Linked DNA regions of Mus musculus: regions 1 and 2 are each linked to region 3. A link is a contact called in public HiChIP or PLAC-seq data. All regions are on one chromosome and are shown on one strand. Each heading gives the region's core, a stretch centred on a gene start, on an enhancer-like site or on the middle of the called end of the contact. The rest is flanking DNA. Distances are from core to core; before and after follow the strand shown.

Region 1 (4,252 bases), core at 945-3,444, 810 kb before region 3:
CAAGGTGCCGGTAAACATGGTGGAAAATTTCCGGAGCTTCCTCCCCAGCAACAGGGTAATGTCAGGCCAAGTTTTCTGAGGCGCTGCAGCTTGGCTGCCAGAGAATGGAGAAACTTTGATGGGAGAAGCTGTGATCTCGCACAGCTTCCAACAGTCACAGAGGCACGACCTCCGCTTGGACCTGCACATCTGACTGTAACACCCGCCTTTCAACTGCTGCGTCCAAGGGGCCTCCCACAAAGCCCCGCACAGTTATTATTGACCGGCATGGGGAAGGGAACGTCTCAAAACATGCCATTTAATCAAAGGCTCAGAAAAGCAAGTTTTAAGTCCCCCCGGGGGTGGAGGGAGGTGGAGGTGGAACTACAACAGAACGGGAGCACCAGTCCAAGGTTGATAACGTGAAGAACTGGGGGAACTCCACACACCTGTGTGGGATGCTGCAAGGGCCTCAGTACCCCGATTCTGCGGGTTCTCAGCCGGAGCGAGGTTTGGTGTCTCTACTCTTTTTTTTTTTTAATCACATTTGATCATCTATAGCATTGGGCTGAGAATAAGACAGAGAATATTGAGCCTCCACTGTTACAAAAGGCAGCATCAGTACCCAAGAATCTGGTCAAGGCCTGATCGGATCACTATTTAATCTGTCACAAAGATGCTGAGTGCTGGCCTGTCTGATCTGTCTCACAGTAACTGAAGGAACCCAGGGAGTCAGGACAGACATTTATTCCTGGTTATATATGGAACAAAGTCCCAGGATGTCCGCTTGTGGCCATGCCACACAATCTCCTGACAGTAACCAAGGTGAAAAGGTTCTGCCCGGCCAGCTCTGCGGTGCCTCTGCATGCTGGCGTCAGTTGGAAGCGTTTATTTATAAACCTTTTGCTTCCTCGGTCAGCTGGGCGATTTCATCGCACACCCTTGGTTGGTAAAGAAAGTTAATGTTTCGGGTCCCTGTTTGGCTGGAACAAAATTGTAATTAAAAAAATTAATTTCTTATGGTTTCAAAGCTGTTTGTAAACCATAACGGAGTTTTTATATGACTCCAGGAATCTGGTTCATGCCCATTCTCAACAGAATACGGAAGGGCAGGAGGGTCCTGGGAATTACAGGAAAACCCAACAGAGGACATAGCAAAACTGCTCCCCGCTGCTGCCCAGGACAAGGAGGGCAGCCGCCTGCAGCACAAGCAGCCACCTGTTGCTGGACAGACTCCTGCCTTGCCTTAAAAACCAAAGGAAAACAAAATAAACCCTCAAGAAAACCCAGAGTCCTAGGGGTAGCGTAGGGAGCAGCAGAAAGGCAAGGGCTGGGTGCAGCCATCTTTAGGTCTTCCAGAAGGGTGGGGCTCCAAGAGGAAATGGTGATGTGGGTTTCCCTTTAAAGACCGCTTTGCATGCTTTCAAAAATTTTTTTCTTCTTATTTTTGTTATGTATTATTATTATTACGTTTTTATTTTTAAATTTTTACTCGGTGGCTGTGAAGAACTTTACAACAAAAGCACAGCAGGACTTTAAATGGCTTAGGAAGCCAGACTCTGGGTTAGTCGGTGGTTGGTCTGTCTGCAATTGCCCACTTTCCCAGCAGCGGCAGCGCTGTAGTGCAGTGCTGGCTGCTGGCCCTCTCCTTGGGGAATCATTTCATTTGGGAGGCTCTGCCAGGCTGACCCGGGAACCCTTGACCTTCAGGGAGACCTGTGGTCCCTGGGAGGTGGTGTTGGGGTGATTCTCACCCTCAACTCGGATTCGTCAATGCTATCTCTCATCACAGGGCCTCACGGGCTGGGGGTGCACACCCCGAGTTTCCTAGCCACCAGGTTCAGCGCCACCCTTGGACAAGTCCCGAATTCCGCAGAGCGCTTGCACTTTCCCAAATGCTATTTCTCCAAAGAGCAACCCGATTTAAACAGATTTCACTTTGCTCATAGCAGACCCCCCTCCGCAGACTCGGTGGCTGGGGGACAGAGGTAATCACAGGCCACCAGCCTGGCGGGACTCGCGATGTCCCAAGGCTCCGGAGCGAGCGCCCTGTGGTGTTTTTTCTTTTGGGCGCGGAACTGTTTTCAGCTTCCTTTTTGTTTCTTCGCTTTCGTCGCATTTCCTTTCTGAATCTGCCCTTCTGCCTAGTGCGGCCCTAATCTCCCTGATCGCAGAGCTTGGGCGCGGGGGCGCAAGCGACCCCCGCAGCAGGGGAGGGCTCTCAGATCACAATCTGTGAGACACCTGCCTGCGCTCTGCTCAACTTCCTGCCTTCCTGCCCATGTTACTGGGGTGGGTTCCATTTCAGAGAAAATCGACTTTTGAGTCTCTCTGGTGCCTTCAGGGCCCGGTGTGGGTGGGGGAGAGGGCAAGGCGAACACCACATGGAATGAAGTGAGTGTCTTGGGTTCCCTGTATCCTCCACCATATGTAAATCTCTCCTTCTAGGTGCCTGTGGTTCTGCCTCTATGTCTCTGTCTCTATTTCTCTGTGTCTCTGTCTCTCTCTCAATTCTAACTTCTGTTTTCCTACAGAACTACTAAGACAAGGACATAAGCCCAGAAACTGCCATTCAGAGCCCATGGACGGAAATGTGGCTTTCTGAATTTTCTCTTTTGAGGCAGGGCCTGTTGTTAGGCCATGCTACAGAGGAAATGGAGGCATAGAGTTGTGACGAAGCTTGGCTCCGATGGGGTAGCTGGGATCCCAGTTCAGAGCAGCACCGGGATGCTCTTGTGCACAGCTGAGAAGCCCCCAGCTGATGACCCCTGACAGCAGGCACCCTTGTCTCTCTTAAGGGAGACTATTCCTGTACTGTTGCACACACCCCCTTTTTTCCTTATTAGTTTACTTTAATTTTGAGTTTGGCAGGAAAGCCTATGGCGGCCATCAAGGGGAAGCGCTCTGATTAGAACTGAAGCCTTCCAAGCGCATGTTTGCTACTTTAAAACTCTTTCTCAGGCAATGAATATGGATGGTGGTTGTTTCCTATGAATATGGAGGAGCGGGTGGGGGTGTGTGTGGCGGATGGATCACTATTTAACATTAACTGCTGGTAACCTTTCCTCTTCTCTGGCTTCTGTGCAGTATTATCCCGGGAAGGGTCAGCACCCGTTGCCTTTTTGCAAAATACAATTAGTCACTTTTTGCCACATGTGCTTGCCCCTGGACCTTATTTGCCATCCCATATAATTATTAGAAAAATCTTCTAATTTTATTTGAAATTCTAAGTTGACACGTAGGTCAAAGTTCGTGACACAGCATTGTGTTTAATTTCTCTTTCGTTCGCCTCCCTTGGACTCCTGAAGAATGACTCTCAAAGGAAGCTTCCAGCCCCGCTCTGGGTCTTATTACCGCTGTAACAGTGGGAGCCATTCGAAGCAGCTCTGAGTGCCTGCTCCAGAGATGATGGTGTCACCGGCAGCCAGCTCTTCAGAGATCCCTGTCCAGATGGCCTGGATGGACGCATCCCACACAAATGGCAGACTGGCTTTCAGTAACTAGTACTTTCTGTTTCCTTCTGCGATGCTTTCTGCTCTTCACCTGAATAGCAAGCAGCCATATATTTTTTAAGGTACTTCTTAAGCCTTCCTCTCTGCACCCTTCCCTGCTCACGCAGGAGTTGGGTCATTTCCCCTCATGTTTTCCCTCCTGTTCTTGCTTTAAGTGTGGCCCTGGCCACAACCACATTTTGATGTTCCCCGTTCTTGTGGCATCTGTAGTCACACTGCCTGGGCTCCTATTCTGACCCTCGTCACTCAACAACAGTAGCCTCGTTTGTCTAGCAGAGGTGGCAGTGTGGTTTTACCCTCTGGAGCCTTTGGATTAGATGAGATACTCCTTAGTGCCCGCTAAGGCAGTGTTCCACAGGGTCACAACATGGCTGCTTCTCTTCAGACCCACGAGCTGCCTAAGAGCAGGGGAGGGCTCCTTACTGACCCTGTCTTCCCTCACTCCCGCCTTCTTGCCTTCTCACTCTCTTTTTCCCTGTATTTCTCTCCCCGTTCTCAAACTCTGTCTAGCCTATTGCCTCTCCCCCCCAATCCCCGAGGGATGCATTTCCTCCCTCTCCTTGACCCACAGTGGGCACTGTTCCTAACACTCATAATTGGTTCGTGTTCTGGGAACCCTGACAAGAGTCTGGTACTGGAGACATCGAGGGTCAGAGGTCATGAAGCATCAGTCACCCTGAGTTTTCTCAGAACTGACCTCATGGAAGATAATTGCTAGGCTCTACCATGGGTTCAAAGAGGCAAAAGAACTTCCGTACACT
Region 2 (4,196 bases), core at 915-3,414, 640 kb after region 3:
GTCACTCTTACCAGAGCCCCTGAGTCTTACTAGTGATATCTGAACCAGCGCAGGGCGTCCTCTCTTAGAATGCTACCCAAGGGGCAAGACTTCAACTATCCTGTCTGCAAGCTGTCCACACAGGTGATGAACATGAAGGTTGACAATGGTCACTGGAGTGTCCCTCCCCAGAGGGCTGGGGGGGGGGGGGGCTTTAGAGGCCAAGATCATTCCTGGGTCTGCCTGCCTCATTGTCATTTGCCACTGGTTCCCTGGGGAGTAAGAGCAATTTGTTAACACTGATCCAGACCGGAGGCCAAAGCCAGGGCCACAGAGGTGCCTTTGAGTGTGAACTCTGGGAAATGGGAGACATGGTATCTGCCAAGCCAGGAGGGTCACACGTCCTGACTTTATGTTCTCGTCCCCTGTTTTCTGCAACTCCAGAGCAAGGCAGATAGAGCTTCATGTACCTCTGAGAAGTGTTGGGATTTTTGTCCTACTGCTTTAACTCTAAGCTCCTAGGCTACAAGGGACCTGGAGGGTGGATCCTTGCTCCTGACCTGAGAGTCCCCAGACTCTAGGTGAGCAGAGCAGCCTGGAGATGAGCCTTCTCAGGCTGCGTTCCACCCTAAGGATGAAGAGAAGCAGATGGGGCACAAACACCATCCTACCTTTCCAAATCCCACCCAAAGGCCACACTACACCCCCATCTCCTGGGGCAGAGTTCTCACTACTCTGGACTCTTTCCTGTGCATCCCTGGCTCCTGACATGACCACTGAGCCCTGGGGATACTGAGTCATTAGAACCTCTTGATCCACTTACACAGTTCACACTTCCCTTGGTAGAAGCTAAGGGCTCCTTTTCCTTCACCCCACTGCAGCCATCCTAGACCCTAGGGATGCAGAGCCTCCCTGCCCATCACTCCTCCCAGTTGGATGGTCAGCTCTGGTTACCAAGTTCCAGACGGGTTTCTCTGTCTACATGCAGACAGCCACACAGTGTACCACCTAGCAGATGCTTGCTTGGAGCTTGCCTTAACTAATACAAGGCCCTCTCTTTGGGTCTGATGTATATTTGAGATCACAGTCATTCCCCATGTCCCGTGCCCAGCACCACATCCAGCTGCAAGTATGGCTCAGTTGGCATTGACAGCCACCACAGCAGGGACAGGTGGGTATTGCTACAGCAGGACTAAGTAGGTGTTGCTACCTACATTTTGCAAGGTAAAGAAACTCGTTATTGGCACTGAAGAGGTGGCTCAGTGGGTAAAGTACTTGCCTTGCAAGCATGAGGGCCTGAGTTCAGTTCCCAGAACCCACACTTGATAATGGTAAGCCAAGTGTGGTGGTAGCTACTGGGAATCCCAGCAGCCGGGAGTCAGAGGCAAGCGGATCCCTGGGGCTCACTGGCCACCAGCCCAATCTAAGTGAAGAGCCGAGGAATTGTGACAGAAACTGTCATGAGAAGAAATCAAATGATGCCTGAGGGATGACACAAATGAATGACCCATGGCTTCCACATGTATGTGTACACACATCCCTGGACACACATGGACACATACACACACACACACACACACACATACACACACACACACACACACACACTCATATATACACACCACAACTGAAAGAAAGGAGAGAGAGGGAGGAGGGACAAATGGGAAGGTCAGGGGGGAAGGAAGGAAGGAAGGAAGGAAGGAAGGAAGGAAGGAAGGAAGGAAGGAAGGAAGGAAGGAAAGAAGGAAAGAAGGAAAGAAGGAAAGAAGGAAAGAAGGAAAGAAGGAAAGAAGGAAAGAAGGAAAGAAGGAAAGAAGGAAAGAAGGAGCTGTCAGAAGCCATCTCAGGACACAGGCTGGGTTTGAAAACAAGTGTATCTGACTATATGACACTAAACTTCCATGTCAGCCCTTGAGTCCCAAGTCCACGGGCGGCAGCCTAAGGCTCTACATTTTCCAGGTTGGGTGTTGAGAATCCAGAAAAAAGATAGGTATGGAGAGTGGGCTCTCCTTGGCACCGTGGCCCACGAGACAAGACAGGCCCACACTCATTCCCTCTCTCCTGATCCTTTCAAAATGAATCTCTGAGACCTGGGGCCAAGAGGCTCCCCACCAGCAGCCCCAGCCCAGCTCCCTCTGCAAGGGCCTGCTGAGGCCAACCCCGCTCCTCCCAGCTCTGTCTGCTGAGGCCTTGGCCACCAGGAAGCACCTGGCACCGAGACATCCACTAGCTGTGGGGCCTGCCCCACCCTGCAGGACCCAACCTCCCAGTGAGCTGTTTGCAGAAGAGGAGAGAATGAAGATCAAAGCAGCCAGCCCCCTTTCTCCTCTCAGGCTCCATTAGTCCAGATGCAGATGCCAGTCTTGGGATCCAACCACAGGATGATAGAAAGGCCAGCCACCTCTGTGCCTTGGTTTCCCAAACCCCTTCCCAATAGACAGGGGAGTGAGGGAAAGTTTCAGCTATCTTCATTAGAAGAGCACCCTTGGGCTCTGTGATCCTTAATATTGACAACTGGCAGAATCTAGACTCACTAGAAGACAAACCACTGGGAGGATCCCTGCTGGACTTTCTTGATTGAGGTAACTGAAGAGAGGGGGGCCTACTCTAAATGTGAGTGGCACCATCCCTTGGGGTTGGCTTCAAACTGACAGGGAGGAGGAGAAGGCCCCAAGAGCTGCATTCCAAACTGACAGGGTAGGATGGTGGGTGTTCCTGACAGGAAGCCAGGCAGGGGACAACTGAAACCACCAATCTGAAAGACTCAGAGCGGAACCACATCCGGAGAAGCATGGAGACATGTATCTTTCCAACAAAGGCCTGTCTTCAGACTCTGATGGCAAGCTAGCCCTGTGAGTGTGTGCCTCAGACTCCCAGATTGCTTCTTTAAGGGCAGATGGTCTGTGACGCCACAGCTCATGTGCATCATGGGAAGTGGGATATGAGTCAGGCTGTGTGGTAGGAAGATCCTGAAGCAACTAGTCGTGTGGCATCCAAAATCATGAAGCAGAGGGCGGTGAGTCCACTGCTATCCAATTCCCTCTCTACTTACACAGCCCAAGATTCCACCTAGGGAATGGTGCCACCCACAGTGGGCAGGTCTTCTCAGCACAACACAGTCGAGATCACCTCCATAGCCATGACCAAAGGCCTGACTACCAGATGACTCTACTGTTGGTTACACTGATAACAAACACTAGTCATCAAGGGTCCTAACCAGCCTTTCTCCAGCCTAGACCACCCACCAAGGTCTTCTTCCCAACACATATCCCAGCTCACATCCAGCCCCCAACCCCCACCTGAACATCATCTATCACTTCTGGTCCTAAGTCTGATGTCTCCAGCTCTACCAGTCCCCAAGGCCATACCCTCCACACAGAATATGGGGCACTATTGACCCATCAGAGAAGGTTTTATTGATGATTAGAACAGAGGCCCTTGAGAGACTTGTGCCCATGGATGTCTGCCCACTATCCTGCGTACGGATCCACACCCACACACATACAGGAAACATGAAGTAGACTCAGTGGGGTTTTCAAAATCTAAGCACAGGAGATTGGGAAAGAGAAGCAGAGTCGGAGAGAGAGGAGGAAATGAGGAGAAACAAAAGAGGAGTGGAGCTGATCAAAACATGAATGCATGAACTTCTCAAACAGAAAAAAAAAGCCCTTGGCACTGGCTTGGCTCTGCCCAGCTGGGTGATGCTGCTTCTCCATCCAGTTCCCAGGACACCACTCCATCCTTAGAAAAATCATTTCTAAGATTCTGAGAAGTTTCAGATGGCTCAACTTCCAGAAGCAAGAAGTTGGGACCACCTGGACATCACTTGGGGAAGGGCAGGCTAGACGAGCTATACAACTGTTTCTGTGTTAAGCAATGCCAGTGTCTAGATGCCACCTCCACTGGCCACTGGAGCAAGGGAAGATGAAGGCAGCCTAGGGGGTTAAACCATCCATGCCATCAGCAGAATGGAGACTCTGTAGGAACAGATTACTCAACATGGTCTAGACATACCCAGTCAGACTCAGAGCAACAGGAAGATAGGATGTTCTCAAAGGTAAGGCCTACAGAGAGTAATAAAGGGCCTGGAATTCCTGCCCATGTGAGCGCAGGCTCTCCGATCCAATGCTAATCAGATTCTGAGAGGATTCCAAACTCCGGCTTTCTTGTCTTTGGAAAAGCCCAGAAGGTATTGGGCAGAAGCCTACTGAGTCATC
Region 3 (4,203 bases), core at 59-2,558:
GTCCCTGCAAGGAGGCAGAAGGGGATTTATAGATGCGTTCTTCTCGGCATAACAATATCACGTTCACATTTTGGTCTTGATGCTCTTTGTTGCCTTGCTGAACTCTGGTGTTTTATTGTTCATCAATTAAGCCAAATCATAGTTAGAAGTCATGGCCAGGTCATCAGCTTAATTATTTAGAAGGAGTGGCACCCATTGGATGGAGTACTTTGGATTCACTCTTGCCTCTTTCTGAATGTTTCTTTCCTCCTGGACTTCTCTAGGGTACTCTTCAGCTGCCTTTGAAAGTATAGGCTCTGCAACAACCCTGGCACTTCCAAAGACTAGAATTGTCTTTCTCAGGGAACATTAAAAAAAAATCTTAACATGTTCTGGTTTCTAGGAGTTGAGGTCATTTAACAAGTCCCTGACTCTTTTGTAGAAAATAAGTTGCTCCACCCACCACTCACCCTGAGGTTCTACAGCAAACACTGACCAAGAACTCTGGAGATGATGGGGCTATGTGCTGGCATCTAAGAGAAGACAGGGGGCACTCCTTATCAAGAGAAGGCAGGGCTCAGAGCCTCGTCAGTGGGGTGAGGGTAGACTTGGCATGGCCATCCTCCGGTCCTGATGCTTTGCCTCGCAGTGAGCCTGCAGAGCCTTGTGTTTATTGATCTTAAATGACAAGCACAGTCTTTGGAAAGTTCAGCCATGAAGAACATACCCAGTCCCACAAACTCTGAGCACTTTACTGATGGGTTCTCTTCCCTTATGTTCACTTCCATACAGATTACCTGCTCTGCATCCAAAGGCTGCCATGCTATTCAGGCATGCTTCTGCCTTCTTCATCTTGGCCTTAGCACTTCTTGATAGGAGCATTTAGCTGTTTACATGGGGGAACCAAGAAGCAGGCTGGCCACACATGGGCCAGAGTCAATGGGCCATGCACATGCTGCCCTGCTTCTCCCTAGAGGAGGCCTGTACTCTTCCCCCCCCCCCCCCCCTGTACCAAGTCTTTAACATGGACTTCTCTAGCGAGCCTTTGTAAAGAGCTGATTTCAGGCTGATTCATGTTTAAAACTCAAGCTCAGAACAACGCTGCTGTGGCTGTGTGCCCCTGCCCTCAGGGTCTAGCATCAGGAAGAGATTCCCATGAAATAGCTGTCTCGGGTGACTGGCCTGGGTTGTATCCTTTACAGCTTCTTCTCCCCTGCTTCCTTCCCACTCAGACTTAGCCTTTCTGTCTCCTGAGTCCTGGTGTGAGGGAATATGCAGGTGGCTGCCCTAAGCTTTGTCCCACGTCTTTTAAGTGGGTGTTTAGCCAGTTGACACCATGGCTTGTGGTTAACTCGATTGAAGCACCTGCCAATCTGGGGCGTTCCTCCGTGAGAGCACAATGTGACCAGAACTCAGATTCTTCTGGAAAAGAGTGTCGCTAACCGAAAGCAATAAAATGGGGCAGGACTTCACGATGGGAAGGAAAGTAATCGTCATACATTGTCCTGCAGATTCTTTGTGAGTTATTTTTTCCTTTAGCTCCCATCTCTTTGGTCGCATTTCTTAAAGGAACAGACTGCACAGGCAAGAGAGTCGATGCTCATTAGAGGATGGAAGAGAGATCACAGTTGGAGAAGAATGTTCTTCAAGAGACAAGCCAAGGTTCTGGAGGCTGTTACTGACTGGCCAGGGAGAGAAATAATTGCCACTCTCTGGAGTAAGCTCAGATGTGAGAGCTAGGTATGAATGTCACGGAAGAGTTTCTAAGAAGGTGTGAGGAGTTGGCCTTAAATTGTTAGCAACAGACACAGAAAGCAAAGGAGAGCAATGGATAATACATAGAATTTCAATAAATTTCAATGGCCTCTCACTGTACTTACACATAAAAGAGACATTCAGTCAGATACCAGAGTCCAACCAGAGATGTCAGGGTCCAGCTCAGAATCAAAGTTTAGTCAGATACAAGCTCACAACCAGAGACACTAGAGTACAATAAAAGGTACCAGAGTTCAGTCAGACACCACAGTACAAACAGAGATGCTACGGTACAACTAGACACACTGGAGTTGAGTTAGAGGCATCAAATTTGAGTTAAAGCTACCACGGTTCAGTCAGAGAAATTATAATTCTGTCAGAGGTCCCAGAATTCAATCGGAGATCCTAAAATTCAGGCAGAGAGAGAGATCAGATTACAAAATGGCCATAGTCTAGTCACCAGAATTCTACCAGGGAAATGAGAGTGTATCCAGAGACACTGGAATTAGTCAACGAAATGAGGCAACAAGACACCAGAGTCCAGAAACAGAAATGGAAGTTTACTCCTAGACACCATCATTTGGTAAGAGATGCCTGGAATTCAGATGCCCAGAGTCAGTCCTGGACACTTAAAAGAGTTCAGAGAGACCCAGAGGTCTGCCAGTGGTGTCAAGGTCAGACCATATCTTTCACATAAAGAAAAATCCCTCCTTTTTAAAAAAAATAGGAAGCACAAGAAAGGGTAATTTTCCCATCTAGTTTCAAATGCCTTATTATGGGAAAACCACGAAAGTCTTCTTCTATAATCCAGAAAATAAGAGCAAAGTTCAAATCAAGGATAAAGTTCAAATCAGACTTCGCTGGTGCAGCCGCCAACAAAGTGGGTTCAGTACGCGTGAGTGGCCTCTTCCGAGCAGGAGAGGGCACAAGGTTTGATGCCAGACTGTCTTAGTTAAAAACATGTCATGTCTATTGTAATATACCTTACATCAGTAAATGTTCATGCACTGTTTGAGTTCACAGAGAAGCTGGCTCTGAAAATACCAACCCACTCCCCCCCACCCCCACCCCCGTAGAGAGAACAGCAAAACAACTAAAATTGAAAACTTTATAGCAGACACCGTTGTTGCTTCTCCAGAATGTCTGCAGTGGGAGCGAGAACCTGGAAGCTTGTCCGTGGAGAGAAAGCTCAATGCGGAACCCAGGCTGTCCGCATCACCTTGCTCAGGAGTTCCCACTGCGCGTGCGCAGTGAGCACCTGATTTGATGGCGGCGGTTTGCTGGTCTGCCTGCTGCTTCTCCCTCTCTCTGCTACGAGTTATACGTGCTTTTTCTTTTGCTCTTTTGCTTGCCACGCGCCTAATAAGCTCACTCATTCAAAACAGAAAACAGAGCTAGTTTAGATTCTCCTCCAGCCAAAGAGAGTCTATGAACCCAAGAAAATTAAAAGACTGGGAAAGATTCATTTCCCTTGAAGGCTGGTCACAGACATGACTGTGGATGGTACGGAAGGGTTCTTGAAGAGTCGTTGGCACAAATTAGTTCCTGAACAACTGTTGAGAGAGAGTGAGAGCGAGAGCGAGAGAGAGATAGAGCGAGAGCGAGAGAGAGTGAGAGAGAGCGAGAGAGAGCGAGAGAGCGAGAGAGAGAGAGAGAGAGAGAGAGAGAGAGAGAGAGAGAGAGAGAGAGAGAGAGAGAGAGATGACCAAGAGCTGTCTGGTGGGACCCCACTGTTCTGGTATTATGGCTTGGCCAGGCCAGGCCAAGCATCTGTCATCTCTGGAGCTGCTTATCCATGGCCCTGGTGACATCTTGTCTGGTCATCTTTTAGACATGGCCAGCCTATGCCCTGAAGGATGTTGAGCAGCCCTGGGCTCCACCCACTAGAAGCCAGTAGTGACTCTCCTTCAGTTGTGACAAGGGGAATGTGTCTCCAGGCACTGTCAAGTGTCCCCAGAGGGCAAAATCATCCTGGGTTTAGCTTACTCTCCTAAGGAAAGACAGGGTGCACAGGCAGTGGGTGACAGTGACTTTAGAGGGTAGCCTCTGGAAATCATATGGGGGTCACTACAGTGTCTCCAGTCTCTGCTCAACATCTGGCACACAGTAGGTTCTTGGTAAAGTGAGAGTCACAGAAGAACTCTCACCAAGCACTGGCTTTATCTATACTGAGCAAGGCCAGATCCCTGTCAGGCTACTGTCCCTTGGGCTGGGCAACTGCAGTGGGTACCACCTCAGGGGGCAGGCCATGCTGGGTGGCTGTTTATCTGTATGCCAAGGGCAGCCTGCTGGGTGTATTAGAGGCCATGAAATAATGATGAAGTCTAGGAGGGGTAATTAAAAGCCACAGTGACATTGATCTGCTGAGATTTCTGAAAGAGCCCAGAGCACACGGGGCGACTCTCATTCTTACCTCATGCAGGCCCAGCCTGATTGGCCCCCTGGGCATTGCTAGGGCCATGGAACCTC

What was found. HiChIP or PLAC-seq counts read pairs in DNA pulled down with a chosen protein or histone mark.
Region 1: a contact with region 3 is called in an H3K27ac HiChIP or PLAC-seq map of T-cell acute lymphoblastic leukemia, with 3 times the contacts expected there. The contact joins two enhancer-like sites. A contact is called at or near these places in 3 of 115 datasets of contacts at active chromatin or transcription factors (T-cell acute lymphoblastic leukemia, embryonic basal ganglia and memory CD8 T cells).
Region 2: a contact with region 3 is called in an H3K4me3 HiChIP or PLAC-seq map of the SCID.adh cell line, with 9 times the contacts expected there. The contact joins two enhancer-like sites. A contact is called at or near these places in 6 of 115 datasets of contacts at active chromatin or transcription factors (the SCID.adh cell line, T-cell acute lymphoblastic leukemia, double positive thymocytes and 3 more).

What each region holds. Positions count from the first base shown.
Region 1 is chr12:106,309,042-106,313,293 of GRCm38.p6, forward strand. No RefSeq gene overlaps it. Among named protein-coding and RNA genes, the nearest start is that of Gm24986, 90 kb to the left of the region's middle. Within about 2 kb of position 2,195, at least 73 of the 459 cell types and tissues checked have an H3K27ac peak or open chromatin away from gene starts, as enhancers often do. A contact at or near this core is called in T-cell acute lymphoblastic leukemia and memory CD8 T cells, where this site is marked.
Region 2 is chr12:107,760,152-107,764,347 of GRCm38.p6, forward strand. No RefSeq gene overlaps it. Among named protein-coding and RNA genes, the nearest start is that of 4930465M20Rik, 27 kb to the left of the region's middle. Within about 2 kb of position 2,165, at least 6 of the 459 cell types and tissues checked have an H3K27ac peak or open chromatin away from gene starts, as enhancers often do. A contact at or near this core is called in the SCID.adh cell line and T-cell acute lymphoblastic leukemia, where this site is marked.
Region 3 is chr12:107,117,998-107,122,200 of GRCm38.p6, forward strand. No RefSeq gene overlaps it. Among named protein-coding and RNA genes, the nearest start is that of Gm52008, 9.0 kb to the left of the region's middle. Within about 2 kb of position 1,309, at least 31 of the 459 cell types and tissues checked have an H3K27ac peak or open chromatin away from gene starts, as enhancers often do. A contact at or near this core is called in the SCID.adh cell line, T-cell acute lymphoblastic leukemia and memory CD8 T cells, where this site is marked.